2 separate regions of the Mus musculus genome follow, and region 1 is linked to region 2. Evidence: chromatin contacts called from public Hi-C data. All regions are on one chromosome and are shown on one strand. Each heading gives the region's core, a stretch centred on a gene start, on an enhancer-like site or on the middle of the called end of the contact. The rest is flanking DNA. Distances are from core to core; before and after follow the strand shown. Region 1 has its middle 80 kb from the start of 2810048H02Rik. Region 2 overlaps Gm36873 (a long non-coding RNA gene).

Region 1 (6,172 bases), core at 1,265-3,764, 230 kb after region 2:
GCCACCCCTAGGGAGCCCATCGTGAGATCTCATCTGCTAAGCTGTAACTTCACCAGGCCATGTGTTCTCAGTTCAATTCCCTCCCCAAGAAAGGGGACCCTAGCTTTCTCCACCATGGTGCCTCCATCAGAAGCAATTGCATCTGCAGGAACCACTTAGTGGGGTACAGAGCCTCTCATCCCCTTGGGGTCTTGGGTGTACTGAGAACCTGCTGCTCAGCCTCCCGTGTGTCTGTCATAAACTGTGCTTATTTCATGCCTGAAAAGTCCTATGACTGACAGGTAACAATCTCATTGTGACAGTTGTGATGGTTTGTATATGCTTGGCCCAGGGAGTGGCACTATTAGGAGGTGTGGCCCTGTTGGAGTAGGTGTGTCACTGTAGGTGTGAGCTTTAAGACCCTCATCCTAGCTGCCTGAAAGCCAATATTCTGCTAGCAGCCTTCAGATGAAGATGTAGAATTCTTAGCTCCATGTGCACTGTGCCTGCCTGGATGCTGCCATGTTCCTACCTTGATGATAATGGACTGAACCTTGGAACCTGTAAACCAGCCCTAATTAAATGTTATTCTTATAAGAATTACCTTGGTCATGGTGTCTGCTCACAGAAATAAAACCCTAACTATGACAGTAGGCATTAAGTCTACTGGGCCCCTGAGATGATACCACACTGTCCCCTTCCTGTCATGACAGGAGTTCTTCAGGCTAGAGATAGGTTTTCATTTCCATCTCCCTTCCAGCCATTTGTACCCTTCATGACTGAACATCCTCCTTCCTCAAAACTCCAGGGAAACATTTGGTGTTCCAGATACTTTAAGCAAATTCTCCAGACAGGGAAGGACCTGTCCTTTGACCACACTGGAAGGTTTTCCATCCTACCTCAGGCACTGTGTTTTTTATATGTCCTTTCCTCCTGATTTTCTCCCTGTAGAGGGCTGACAGTTCTAGATAGCAAACTCTTCTCCCCGTTTTCAGTATAGCTTTTAACCTAAGCTTAACCAGCTAGTGTGTCTGCGCCCTGGAGAAAGTTGGTCAACTTCTCTAGGTCTCTACCACTGAATGGAATAGCCAATACCTGCCCGCCTCACAGTGGTTTCTGAGAATTATGGAGAAGCAGTGAAAGCATCCTGGGCTTCATGATGCTACCGTGCATAGTGACATTGATGCCATACATTCAGGGACTTCTGGGCCACCACAGCTTCACAGTCCCCCATTCCCATGAGTCTGTGCTACAACTTGACAAATGTTTGAGAACTTTTTGATGAAAATACCCTCAAAATGTGTACAGTGGGAGGGATCTGAAGTGTGCTTCTGTGGCACCTGTGCTTCCTGTCACTTGTCCCCAGGCTTCATCCCAGCACTTACTGCCCTCCCACTAGACACCTGCCTTCCTGTAGCAGGGACCACCATGTTCTAAAAAAAGCCTTAGTGGATTCCGTGTGCCACTTGTAAAGGCACCATCTAAAGCCAGGCTCACCCTCTACCCGTCTAAGTTCTTTTCTATCCTTTCATTAAATATGGCATGAATTTCATGTGACACGCCCTTCCTGTGTCTAAGAACAATACCATAATAGCCTAAAATTTTTAGTCTCTGGAAAATTCTGAAGAATGTTGCCAGGTTCAAAACTGGCATTTTTTTTCCTTTGAGTGCTATCTATCAGTTCTGGACATTTGTCTTGCCATGTCTCATCAATACTGTATTTACCTAGTGCTCACACTGGATTAGATATGATTTTTTAGTTATTTATTTTCTTTTATGTGTGTGGCTGTTCTGCTAGCATCTATGGGTGTACAGTATGTTCATACAATTCCTCAGATGCCAGAGAGGGCACTGGATCTCCAGAAACTGGAGTTCTAGGTGGTTGGGGACCACCATGTGGGTAGTGGGAACCAAACTCAGATCCTTTGCAAAGGCAGGAAATTCAATCACTCAAGCTCCCAAGATAATAGAACTGTAAAAAGAGAAAAAGTAAAGTGAGACTAAAACGATAGGCTACCCCATTATAGGCTTCTCTTCTTTGTACATATGACAGACAGTAAGAATATTCAGGAAATTGACTTGTCAGAGGATATTTAATAATAACACAAGAGTATACATGTTGAAAACTGAATAGAATTTCATTTAGGAAAGAAATTTCCTGGAAGCACACAAGACCGTGTGTGCCTGCTGTACAAGCAAACATGATGAGGACACGGTGGGAGCCTGGAGCTTAAACAGCTCGCAGCCTAATGGCATCTGATCTCCATGAGCTAAACCTATGGGTGCTTGGACCCATGCAGCCTGCTCTATGCCTGTCCACTGGGTGAAGCCCATGCATGCTTGGAGAAAGTCAGAGCTGGCAGCTACAAAAGAAGAGCAGTATTGATTTACTTATTTTGACTCCCATTCAAAAGCAACAACCACAAAATAAAAGTCACTTGGCAAAAATGGAGTGAGTGAGGAGGAGAGCTGACCTCCTAAAACAAGGATGTGATGAGCCATGTTTACTCACAGACCATCTGCAGGGCTGTCACAGCGAGGATGGGATGCTGAGCGCCAAACTGATGTTGCGTGGGCGTCACTTGAACATTTGTCTCTCTGGGCAACAGAGAGTAGTAACAGATTGTTCCGATTGAGACAAACCTTTCCCCTACTTTTTTGCCCAGTAACTTGCTTAAGTTGACACGTTTGTTGTTTCTCCTACACTTGACAATGACATCTGGGGAACACTCATTATTCTCAATATTTAATGTAGAATTAATGCTGAATTAATTAAAGTTGTGCTTCAGGCAGCTTTACTTATCTCCTCTAACAATAGCCTCTCCGGCTGCCATCTGACTCACTCAGGGTGGAAATCAACAGACACTTAGTGCATCACTGATACAGAAAAAGTGAAGACAGGGAATTGCACTCCCAATTCCCACCAATGGGCTATCAGCGTTGTCCTCTCTACATGTAGTTTTTGCGGACTCTGAACGCCATCCCCATGACTTTGCTTCTTGGAAGTGTGGGTGCTGTGCAGAAAGGATGTCAGGAATGTGTTTAGCAGATCATCATGAAAGACTTCTAGGGAGACTTGAGAAACAGTTATCCTAGCACAGGGACTGTGAACAGTCAGAGGCAGCCTCCTGAGGAGAAAGGATGACGTCAAGAACTCTAAGGGGGAAAAAAGTGATTCATGGAGTCACTGGGAAATAAATGGTCTTAACCACCCACCTTCTGAGAGAGTGACTCGACGGATCGTGCTGGATACCATGATGAGAAGTGACATCGGTGTTCATGATCTTCCCTGAAGAAAAGTAAAATGATTGAAATGGTGAATATATTATTTGCTAGTTGTGCTTTAAAAACGCCATCAGAGCTGTTACATCGTTTGTTCTTTGAAGCATCTTGAGAAGCAGACAGTTTTATTTCCAGTTCAGACAGAAGGAGAATAATAAAAGGAAAATGTTGAGTTTCTCCAGCGGGCAAGTCAAAGCTCGCACACAGACTGTGTCTACATCCTTCTCAGCCACTGTCTGTAACTTGAGTCTCGATCATTACCTCATTGGCTTGTTGTGAAACAAGTAATTAAAACAATGCCTAGAACTTACTGGATGATGCACTGTGGGCTTCTATTATAGTAGAACTGTTAAAAACTGTTCTGTGAGGTTAATTTAACTTGAACAGACTACTCCAAAAACACACTGCCAATGCAGGTAGTGCATACATTAAGGCTAAAATCTAAGCTCGTCTCAGGATCAAAAGAGAGCTCTGGGGAGATAGAAAATCTCTTGGGTTTTGCTCTTCCATCCCAAAGATAATAAAATTTTTCTTAAATGTCAGTGTAGTTACAAGTCTACTCACAATGGGCTATTGCTGCTTGTAATTGAGAAAAACTAGAGTGACCACATGCTGTCAGTAAATAAGTGATACAATAAGCCCAGGTCCAGTCACAAATAGACCCATCAGAAGCACCAGGAAATGGTGGGAAAATCTCCACCTTGTTATTATGCTTGTCGTGGATATTGTTTGAAGTGAGCAAAGCAAGACTGACAAGAACACATGTGCATGAGACAACTACTCATTCAAAAGCAAGGCAAATAAACACATACATATGATCGATCAACACATACTACAGATAATACAACCATACAAATATATTGCATAAACAATACAAATGTCAATACAAATATATTACAAGAGGATAAAGTAGAGAATTTTTTTGTGTGAGAATTTAGAAAATACTAACACATTAGATGTAAAAAAAAATTCTCAAAGAACAGAAGAACGTGTTCAGCCTGATCGATCTGATATAGAAGCCAGCTCACATTATGCCTGACAGTGAAGACAGCCTGCTGTCCCTGTGAGTAGACAGGACAGGGCAGTTCCTACCTCTCCATTCTTCCAGCCAGTGAAATAAAAATCTCATATGGTGTGAATTGTCTCCAGAAACCCATCCCTTACCATTGCCAAAAATACTTCTAGAATGACAACAATGGACTTTGTCATGGTTACAGTATATAAGATAAACATACAAAGACTATACTTCCACATCAAACACATAGAAATCAAAATTAAAAATATGCCACCTTCTACAAATGCTTACAAAACAATTAATCAACAGAATATGCACAAAGTTTATGGCTAAACGGTAAAAGTTACCAATGAAAGAAACACAAGACCTAACTCCATGAAGAGGCTCACCCATTTCCTGAGTTGGAAGATCCCTTGGGAGTAAAAATTCCAAATCCTCCTAAGGTTTTTGCCAACTTCTAATACTATCATTGTGAAAACTATCACAAGAATATAAAACACCTGATAATTGGAAAAATAAAAAAACATACAGCTTAAGTAATTTTGAAAAAGAAGAATAAAATGAAACTCTTCCTGCTTTGAGGATACACGTAGTTATGAGTGGTTAAGAGTCTGCGGTATTGGCACAGAAATAAACACATAGACTAATGGAGCCAAAGAGGCAGCCCCTAAGTGCATCTGAGCTATGCCCAAACCTTGACAGAGATGTAAAAGCAACTCAACAGAGGAAAGACAATCCTGCAAACGGCACTGGGGAAATAAGGGGCAACTGACAATATCCTCACAGCTTATTAAAGAATAGACTTAAATGTAAAATGTAAACTCTAAGACTGTCAAAAATGAAAAGGCCAATGGGATAGCCCAATGGTTAGGAGCACTTCTTGCTCTTGAAAAGGACCCAGGTTCAGTTCCCATCACCCACACAATGGTTCAAAACCATTAGTAGCTCTAGTTCCAGGGGAGCCAATCCCCTCTTTTGACATTCACGGGCACCAGGCATCCATGCTGAGCACATCCATGCATCCATGCCATGCACATACACGTACCCAGGCAAGGCAGTCACACATAAAATTTAAAAACAAAACTGTCAAAGGAGTATTGAAAACACAGAGAAATTGAGCAATGTTAAATTTCGTGAGGAAATAGTCAACAGAAAAGCTACTCTGAAAATATTCAGCAGTTATTTACATTAGACACATACATCCCCTCTTAGATATTTATCCAGAGAAATTATATGCATGGAATGTTTTTTTTTTTTTAGAGATTTATTTATTATATGTAAGTACCCTGTAGCTGTCCTCAGACACTCCAGAAGAGGGAGTCAGATCTCGTTATGGATGGTTATGAGCCACCATGTGGTTGCTGGGATTTGAACTCCTGACCTTCGGAAGAGCAGTCGGGTGCTCTTACCCACTGAGCCATCTCACTAGCCCCGCATGGAATGTTTTAATACGCATTTTCATAGCACCTTTGTTCATAATAGACAAAGAAGTGGAGACGGCCCTTGTGTGAGTGACAGATAAAGGCATGCCGCGTCGACCTGTGCCTGGAACACCCTCAGCAATAAGGAACCTCCTAGTAACCACGGTGTGGGTTTCAGCTGAGACGTTAGACCAAAGGGGAAGGGCGCATCATAAGATGGTGCATGCAGTATGACTGCCATATGTAATGATATTTTTAAAATAATTTTAGTAATTCTTTGAGAACTACTTAGAATGTTTTTGATACTCACCCTAAACTCTTTCCGTGTGATCTCTGATATTCTGACTCTCTAACATTGTGTCCTTTTTCATGTTTTTACTTTACTAACCCAAGGACTCCAATGTGTGCTATCTGTATAATCCTGAGTGTGGCTGAGCTACCACAGTGTGTAGGAGATTGACTCTCCCTCCCTTAG
Region 2 (7,231 bases), core at 614-3,113:
AGCATGAAGGAGTCAAGACAGAAGGGGCTGTGGATTCTTCCTCCATGGTTCCAGAGAGTAAATCAAGACTTGTCAACTTGTACCAAGGGAGGTCCTGAGTGCAAGAGCCGGTGGGAGAGCACTGTATGGAGCTCTGAAAGAAAAATCTCCAGGTTTCACTGGAGACCTCAAAAGTGTTGGAGATGTGAGAACCATGGAACATCTGAGAAGGGATGCATACAGGAAGTGGAATCATTGCAGGAGAGAGATGTGTGTTGTAGGCAGCAAACCTGGAGGCCTAGTGCCACCTAAAGCCCTTTGAAAATTCAAGTCCCAGACACTAATTATGGAAGTACAGGAGTTGGAATTTGCCCTTCTGAGTTCTGGTATGAGTTGGTATTTTGTCACCATGCCCCAACTTTTCCTTTTGGAATGTCAATGCATACTCTGTGCCATTATTTGTTGGAAGTATGTAATTTGCCTTTGAATTTCAGAGGGTGGTGATGAAGAGATTGCCTTGAGTCTCAGAGGAGATGCTGGGCTTGGGACTTTTAAATAGTGTTATGTCTGTGAAAGGCTAGGAACTTTTGAGGGTAGACTTGGTGCATTGTGAATTATGATGTAATCAGGAGACTATGGGAGCAAGGGAATGAAATGTGGTAGTTTGAATGAGAAATCTCCTTCATAGTCTCAAGCATCTGAACACTTGGTCCCCAACTAGTAGCACTGTTTGGGATATAAAGATTGCACTGGAGGATACATTTCACTGGAGGTGGATAATAAGAGCTCAATCTTCATCTTCCAGTTTACTTTCTCTTCTCTGTGCTTACAGTAAAGGATGCAAGCTCTCAGCATCCTGTTCCAAACACCATGCCTACTGCTTTGCTGCCAGATCTCCCTGTATTCATGGGCTCTTGTCCACCTGTAACCATAATCCCAAATAAACTCTTCCTTCCATAAATTGCCTTGTGTCTAAGGATTTTACCGCTGTGAGCAGACACCATGACCAAGGCAAGTCTTATAAAACATTTAATTGGGGCTGGCTTACAGGTTCAGAGGTTCAGTCCATTATTATCAAGGCAGGAGCATGGCCGTGTCCAGGTAGGTGTGGGGCTGGAGCTGCTGAGAGTTCTACCTCTTGTTCCGAAGATGGCTAGGAAAAGACTGGCTTCCAGGGTCTTAAAGCCCATACCCACAGTGACACACCTACTCCAACAAGGCCATACCTACTGCAACAAGTCCACACATTCTAATAGTGCCATACATAAAAGTAATGAATACAAGGTCATAATTGGATGGAGCAACATGAGTCAGGGACAGATGGAAGGAAATGAATAGGGGCACGGTCCTTTGGGGTTGGGGATTGGGTGGTGAGGAAAAACTGGTTACAGAGACCTTGTGAGAAAGTGTAAGCGCTTTGACTTTGGGCTTAGTGAGGAGTCACAGAAAGCTCTCAAGTTAGGTATGTCACTATTTGCTTTGAGTTTCAGCAGGTTTACTCTGGTGATGTCTGGGAGAAACTACACTATAAATCCAGGAGGAGATAGGGTGACTTGTCAGGTTGTAGGTGATGAAAAATCAGATTCTGGAACTATTTAGAGAGAGGGAGGTAGTGTTTTCTGAATCACTCCTACCTTGTGATTATCCAATATGTTCCGTAGGATGAGGCTATTCCAGAAGGGTCCATGACCTTCCATTAAGATAGTCTGTAACAACCCATATCCATAGCCTTCTGAATGTACTCAAGCCAAACCATGTAAGGGACAGAGCAGAAACCATTGCTTAGACTCTGCCACGTGACCTTCTAGTGCTATACAGTACCTCCCAACAACTTGGCAGAACTTAGCTAAAGCTGATATAATTATAGCCGGCTTTTATTAAAGAGAGCTCAGCAGATGGACATTTTTCCCACACGGTTTAACAGCATTGTAGCATCACAGGATGTTCCCAGTCACAGAATTAGTTGGTGGAGTCATGTGGAACATGTTACAGATTACAACCGATCCTATCTGGGACCGAGGTGACATATTAGTGTATTTGCAGCTCAAACAAGCTCTGCAGTAAAGAAGTCTGCTTATCTTGACTGATTCCAGCTTGTTCCTGAGATATGGGATGCTTTTAATCACTGGATACTTTAGCAGCACATTCTGGAAGCATTTTTTTTTACACACTTATCATGAGGCTGGAGAAAAAGCTGGATTACAGAGTAGTGGCGATCCTCTTGGGAGCCACATGCTCGAGAGAGTGTAGAGAACAGCTTCATCTCCAGCTCCAGGCCTGGGTGCTCTCGTTTCCCTCTGAAACTTCTCAGTCCCTGAGACACATACTCTCACCCATAACCATGGCTCACCTTAGCAGAGCTTCTCTGGGGTCAGGGACATCTCCGAAAAGTCTACTAACTCTGGCCGAAGAGCTGGTCATTCTTAGGTGGTTCACAGGTAGTTACAGCCTTAGCTGGATCCTAGGCACTTTGTTATAACTTGTTACATAAAGTTGGAGAACTGTTGAAATAGAATGCACTTTGGGTCAAGAATAACTTGGTCATTTTGCTGATGCTGACTGTGCGCACACACATGCGCACAGTTGCCTGTTTGTGGTGGGCAATGTGCTTTCTACAGTTATCATGAGTCCCTATGTGAGTTAACACCATAGGCTGCCAAGACACTCACATTTCACTGAATACTATTTGGAGGCAGACTGGAAGGCATAGAGCTTCATGTAGGACATCACAGCGTTTTCCTCAGTTACTGGTGGCTGCTGCTGTGTGGATGGAATTTCTTTCTGTGAAAATTCATCCTGAGATTAGTTCCTCACTTCAACAGTATTGAATGGAGGTAAGACCTCAGGAGGTGCGGATTGGTGGACAGTAATTAGCTTCCAACTGTCTTTGAGGAGAGATTGAGGCTGGATTCTCTGAGCTGGTCAGACATTGCAGGTGTGGGGTAGGTGCTGTGAGAGTGAGATGCTAGGAAGCGTGAGTCTGGCCTCTCAGGGTCTCCTGCCTCTTCTCTAACCATGTGATCACTGCTCTGCATGGCATCAAGGAAGTTGTTATGCAACACAAAACATTCAAGGCACTGGCAGAGTCAATGTCATGGGGTCTTCTCAGAGTTCCTCTCTCTGGTAACTCAGGAAGTTTGCATATCCAAACCTTTCTTGCAACTTGAGTCCAGGGAGGTGGTTTTAGATATAATTGATGGACTTCAATCTTGAATTTAGCTTACTAATCTTTTAATCAGCCCACCAGTTCATGGGTGATAGAACCACAGGTTGGTTAGGGAAAAACTGTCTGAAGATCCTGACCTATATCAGACATTAGGTGAGAAGTTAGCACTCACTGTGCTGAGGCACAAAAATCTCACCACCCTCTCATCTCTATCGCAGAGCCGATTAATAGGGTAGACTCTTTATATCTTTGAGTTTATTTTTAATTCCTCATTTTAAAAATAGAGCTTCTTGAAGCACGTTGAACTAACTGCTTTCCTTGAAAATACTCTGATGTTTAGAAGAAAATCTTTATAAAACATGCACAGAGAGACACACAGACACACACACACTGAGACACACACAGAGCACAGGGACAGATGTACACATAGACACACAAACACACACACACACACACACACACACACACACACACACACACCGTAAACACACACAGTGTGTGTGTGTTTGTGTGTGTGCTTGTGTGAGCATCCTCTGTCACACATAAAATAGTATCTGAGAATAGCTATCAGGCTATTAGGCTTTACCAAAATTATACTAACAATTTTATAGGCTGAAAATAGTATCTGCTGAATCTGTCTTACAATTAGTTACCTTGTCAGGACTGCTGCCTACACATTAAGTGATGGCACCCATTTTTCCCCACTTCATATCGCTCTAGAAGAAGCCACGTTCCTGTTTTCCAGGGAGAAGGTTACAACTGTCCATAGTATACATCAAAGACTCCTGGTGAAGATTACAGTAGCCTGAGGTCTAGGATAGGTGCACAGCCCAAACCAGAGCCTGTGCAGAGAATGACAGAATGGTTGCAGGAGTACAGGGAATCGGGTACACTTTCCCATTGGCCTAAATCACTGATTGCAGCCCTGAAGGTGACATTCAAGGTGACATGAGAGCCAAGTTTGTGGTTGGAGGTTCCCAGCTGAGTATGGCCTTCCATGAACAAGCCCCACAGCAGCTCCTGTGTTTAAATACACAAGCCAGGCTTCCCTGGGCTGCAAGGCGATGAGATCAGACAAATTGTAAGCGTGCAGCACAGCCCCTGTCAGCTTGTATATTTTCATGGAAAGGAGCGAATCTCTGCTGAACTGTCAGATAACCATCTCTGCTGTTCCTTCCTTCTTCCAAGCTGTGAAAGAAGGCCCCAGTGGGCGCCTGGCTTTAATCACTTTTGATTAACACAGACGCTTTCGAAGAGAAGGTATGGCCTGTAAATGGCACCGGGTCTCCACGCATTAACATCTCAGACTTTTCCTGGGTGTGTAAAATGTCTTAAGAGGAGCCAGGCTATCAGGTCCTCAGAGACAAAGGCTGCTGTGCAGGGAGCTGTGCTCATGGCTCCGACTCCGTTTTCAAAAAAAAAAAAAAAAGGTTTTGAGCTTTTTAACTTACTATTATTTTCATTCTTGAAAAATTGCAGGCAATCCCAAGCCAGCACCTTCTGGGTTCAGGGACTGCTTCAGAGTGTGTTTTATTTAGGAAGAGGAAGCCTGTTAGAAGAGACTGAGAAAAGCCAGAGGATGCCTTGGGAATGGACCCAGAAATGATGAAGAGCCTGGAAAGATGATGGAGCCTAGAAGAAAATGAGAGGAGCCTTGGAGGTTGGGACAGGGGGAGCTATTTTCTACCTGAAGAAAAGTTTAATGTAAATAGTGTCTCTGCTGCCCAGAGATTTCATAAAACTTGGCATGGTTTGGGGACAGTGGATGAATCCTTCAGGACTTATAAGTCAAGTCCTTATCTATCCTTTGGCTAGATAAGGCCCAGCTTGCTGTAACTATTCAGAGGGGTGAGCCCAGGACTAACATTTTTTGATACCTTGCTTTCAGAAGCCTTATCTTGAGGGTGTAAGTCCCTGATTGAGAGGGATACCAATGAATACTGAACGGAGCAGGTATCCAGAGACTGAGCTAGCTTACAAAGTCATGCTCTATCTGGGTTCTCAGTTTCTAGTCAAGACCCAGCAAGAGGCATATAGTCAGTGAATCAGCTGATAACCACCCTGTTACCTTAGAGGAAGAGGTTCCCAGCGCAGCTAGTGGTAAGTTCTTTTTTGGTTTGAGCTTTTGAATATTCCTAAGGTGGAATCCTGACTAGAAATATGGCTCTAATTTTCCTATACTGCCCACCCTTTATATTCATGGAGGAAAGGAGAATCTGTGAACACTGGAGTCCATTATGCAAAATAATGTTCTCATAAGTAAAACACACACCTTTTTACTCTAAATTATCTTTGGCCTATATATAGGGAATGCAATGTAAATTCTATGCAAATGGATGTGTGACTGTATTGGCTTTTTTGTTATCAAAAAAATTTATAATAGTTACATGTCTCTTAAATATACTTGATATCTTTTGAAGCTAAAAGTAATATGCATTCAACCAGTTTTTAAAATCTATTTGGAATACTAAACATGATAGAAGTAGGAAAAAATCTCTTTCGAAGTCCTCTATGAAAGGAAGTTGTGACAAGTTCCTGATGAGACAGAAACCATTCCATCTCCAAGGGAGAATATTCAGCACAACTGTGGCTTCCTAGAATGAATTGGGTAGTATTCCTTCTGTTTCTATTTTGTGGAATAGTTTGAAGAGTATTGGTATTAGGTCTTCTTTGTAGGTCTGACAGAACTCTGCACTAAACTTATCTGGTCCTGGGCTGGTTTTGGTTGGGAGACTTTTAATGACTGCTTCTATTTCTTTAGGGGTTATGGGACTGTTTAGATGGTTTACCTGATGCTATTTGGTATCTGTCTAGAAAATTGTCCATTTCATCCAGGTTTTCCAGTTTTATTGAGTATAGGCTTTTGTAGTAGGATCTGATGATTTTTTTGAATTTCCTCAGTTTCTGTTGTTATATCCCCCTTTTCTGATTTTGTTAATTTGGATACTGTCTCTGTGCCCTCTGGTTAGTCTGGCTAAGGGTTTATCTATCTTGTTGATTTTCTCAAAGAACCAGCCCTGGTTTGGTTGATTCTTTGTATAGTTCTTTTTGTTTCCACTTAGTTGATTTCAGCCTTGAGTTTGATTATTTCCTGCCCTCTACTCTTCTTGGGTGTATTTGCTTTCTTTTGTTCTAGAGGTTTTAGGTGTGCTGTCAAGCTGCTAGCTAGTGTATGCTCTCTCTAGGTGTTTTTGTTTGTTTGTTTGTTTGTTTGTTTGGAAGCACTCAGAGCTATGGGTTTTCCTCTTAGCAATGCTTTCATTGTATCCTATAAGTTTGGGTATGTCGTGGCTTCATTTTCATTAAACTCTAAAAAGTTCTTAATTTATTTATTTATTCCTTGACCAAGTTATCATTGAGTAGAGGGTTGTTCAGCTTCCACATGTATGTGGGATTTCTATTGTTTTTGTTGTTACTGAAGACCGGCTTTAGTCCGTGGTGATCTGATAGGATGCATGGGATTATTTCAATCTTCTTGTATCTGTTGAGGCCTGTTTTGTGACTGATTATATGGTCAATTTTGGAGAAGGTACTATGAGGTGCTGAGAAGAAGGTATATTCTTTTGTTTTAGAATAAAATGTTCTATAGATATCTGTTAAATCCATTGATTCATAACTCCTGTTAATTTAGCTGTGTCTCTGTTTAGTTTTTGTTTCCATGATCTGTCCATTGATGAGTGGGGAGTTGAAGTCTCCCACTATTATTGTGTGGGGTGTGATGTGTGCTTTGAACTTTAGTAAAGTTTCTTTTATGAATGTGGGTGCCCTTGCATTTGGAGCATAGATGTTCAGAATTGAGAGTTCTTCTTGGTAGATTTTTCCTTTGATGAGTATGAAGTGCCCTTGTCTTTTTTTGATAACTTTAGGTTGAAAGTCAATTTTATTCAATATTAGAATGGCTATTCCAGCTTTTTTTTCCTTGGGAACATTTGCTTGGAAAGTTGTTTTATAGCCTTCTACTCTGAAGTACTGTCTGTCTTTGTTGCTGAGGTGGGTTTCCTGTATGAAGCAATATGCTGGGTCCTGTTTACACATCCAGTCTGTTATTCTATGTCTTTTTATTTTGGAATTGAGATCATTGATGTT

What was found. Hi-C and Micro-C count contacts between places; a contact is called where the count stands out from the background.
Region 1: a Hi-C map of ventral hippocampal neurons shows a contact between it and region 2, with 2.1 times the contacts expected there. The contact joins two enhancer-like sites. A contact is called at or near these places in 6 of 484 Hi-C or Micro-C datasets (nephron progenitors, uterus and ventral hippocampal neurons).

Annotation. Positions count from the first base shown.
Region 1 is chr6:117,068,962-117,075,133 of GRCm38.p6, forward strand. No RefSeq gene overlaps it. Among named protein-coding and RNA genes, the nearest start is that of 2810048H02Rik, 80 kb to the right of the region's middle. Within about 2 kb of position 2,515, at least 36 of the 459 cell types and tissues checked have an H3K27ac peak or open chromatin away from gene starts, as enhancers often do. A contact at or near this core is called in ventral hippocampal neurons, where this site is marked.
Region 2 is chr6:116,844,413-116,851,643 of GRCm38.p6, forward strand. All of the region lies in intron 3 of Gm36873 (a long non-coding RNA gene), which reads left to right. Among named protein-coding and RNA genes, the nearest start is that of Gm36873, 54 kb to the left of the region's middle. Within about 2 kb of position 1,864, at least 10 of the 459 cell types and tissues checked have an H3K27ac peak or open chromatin away from gene starts, as enhancers often do. A contact at or near this core is called in ventral hippocampal neurons, where this site is marked.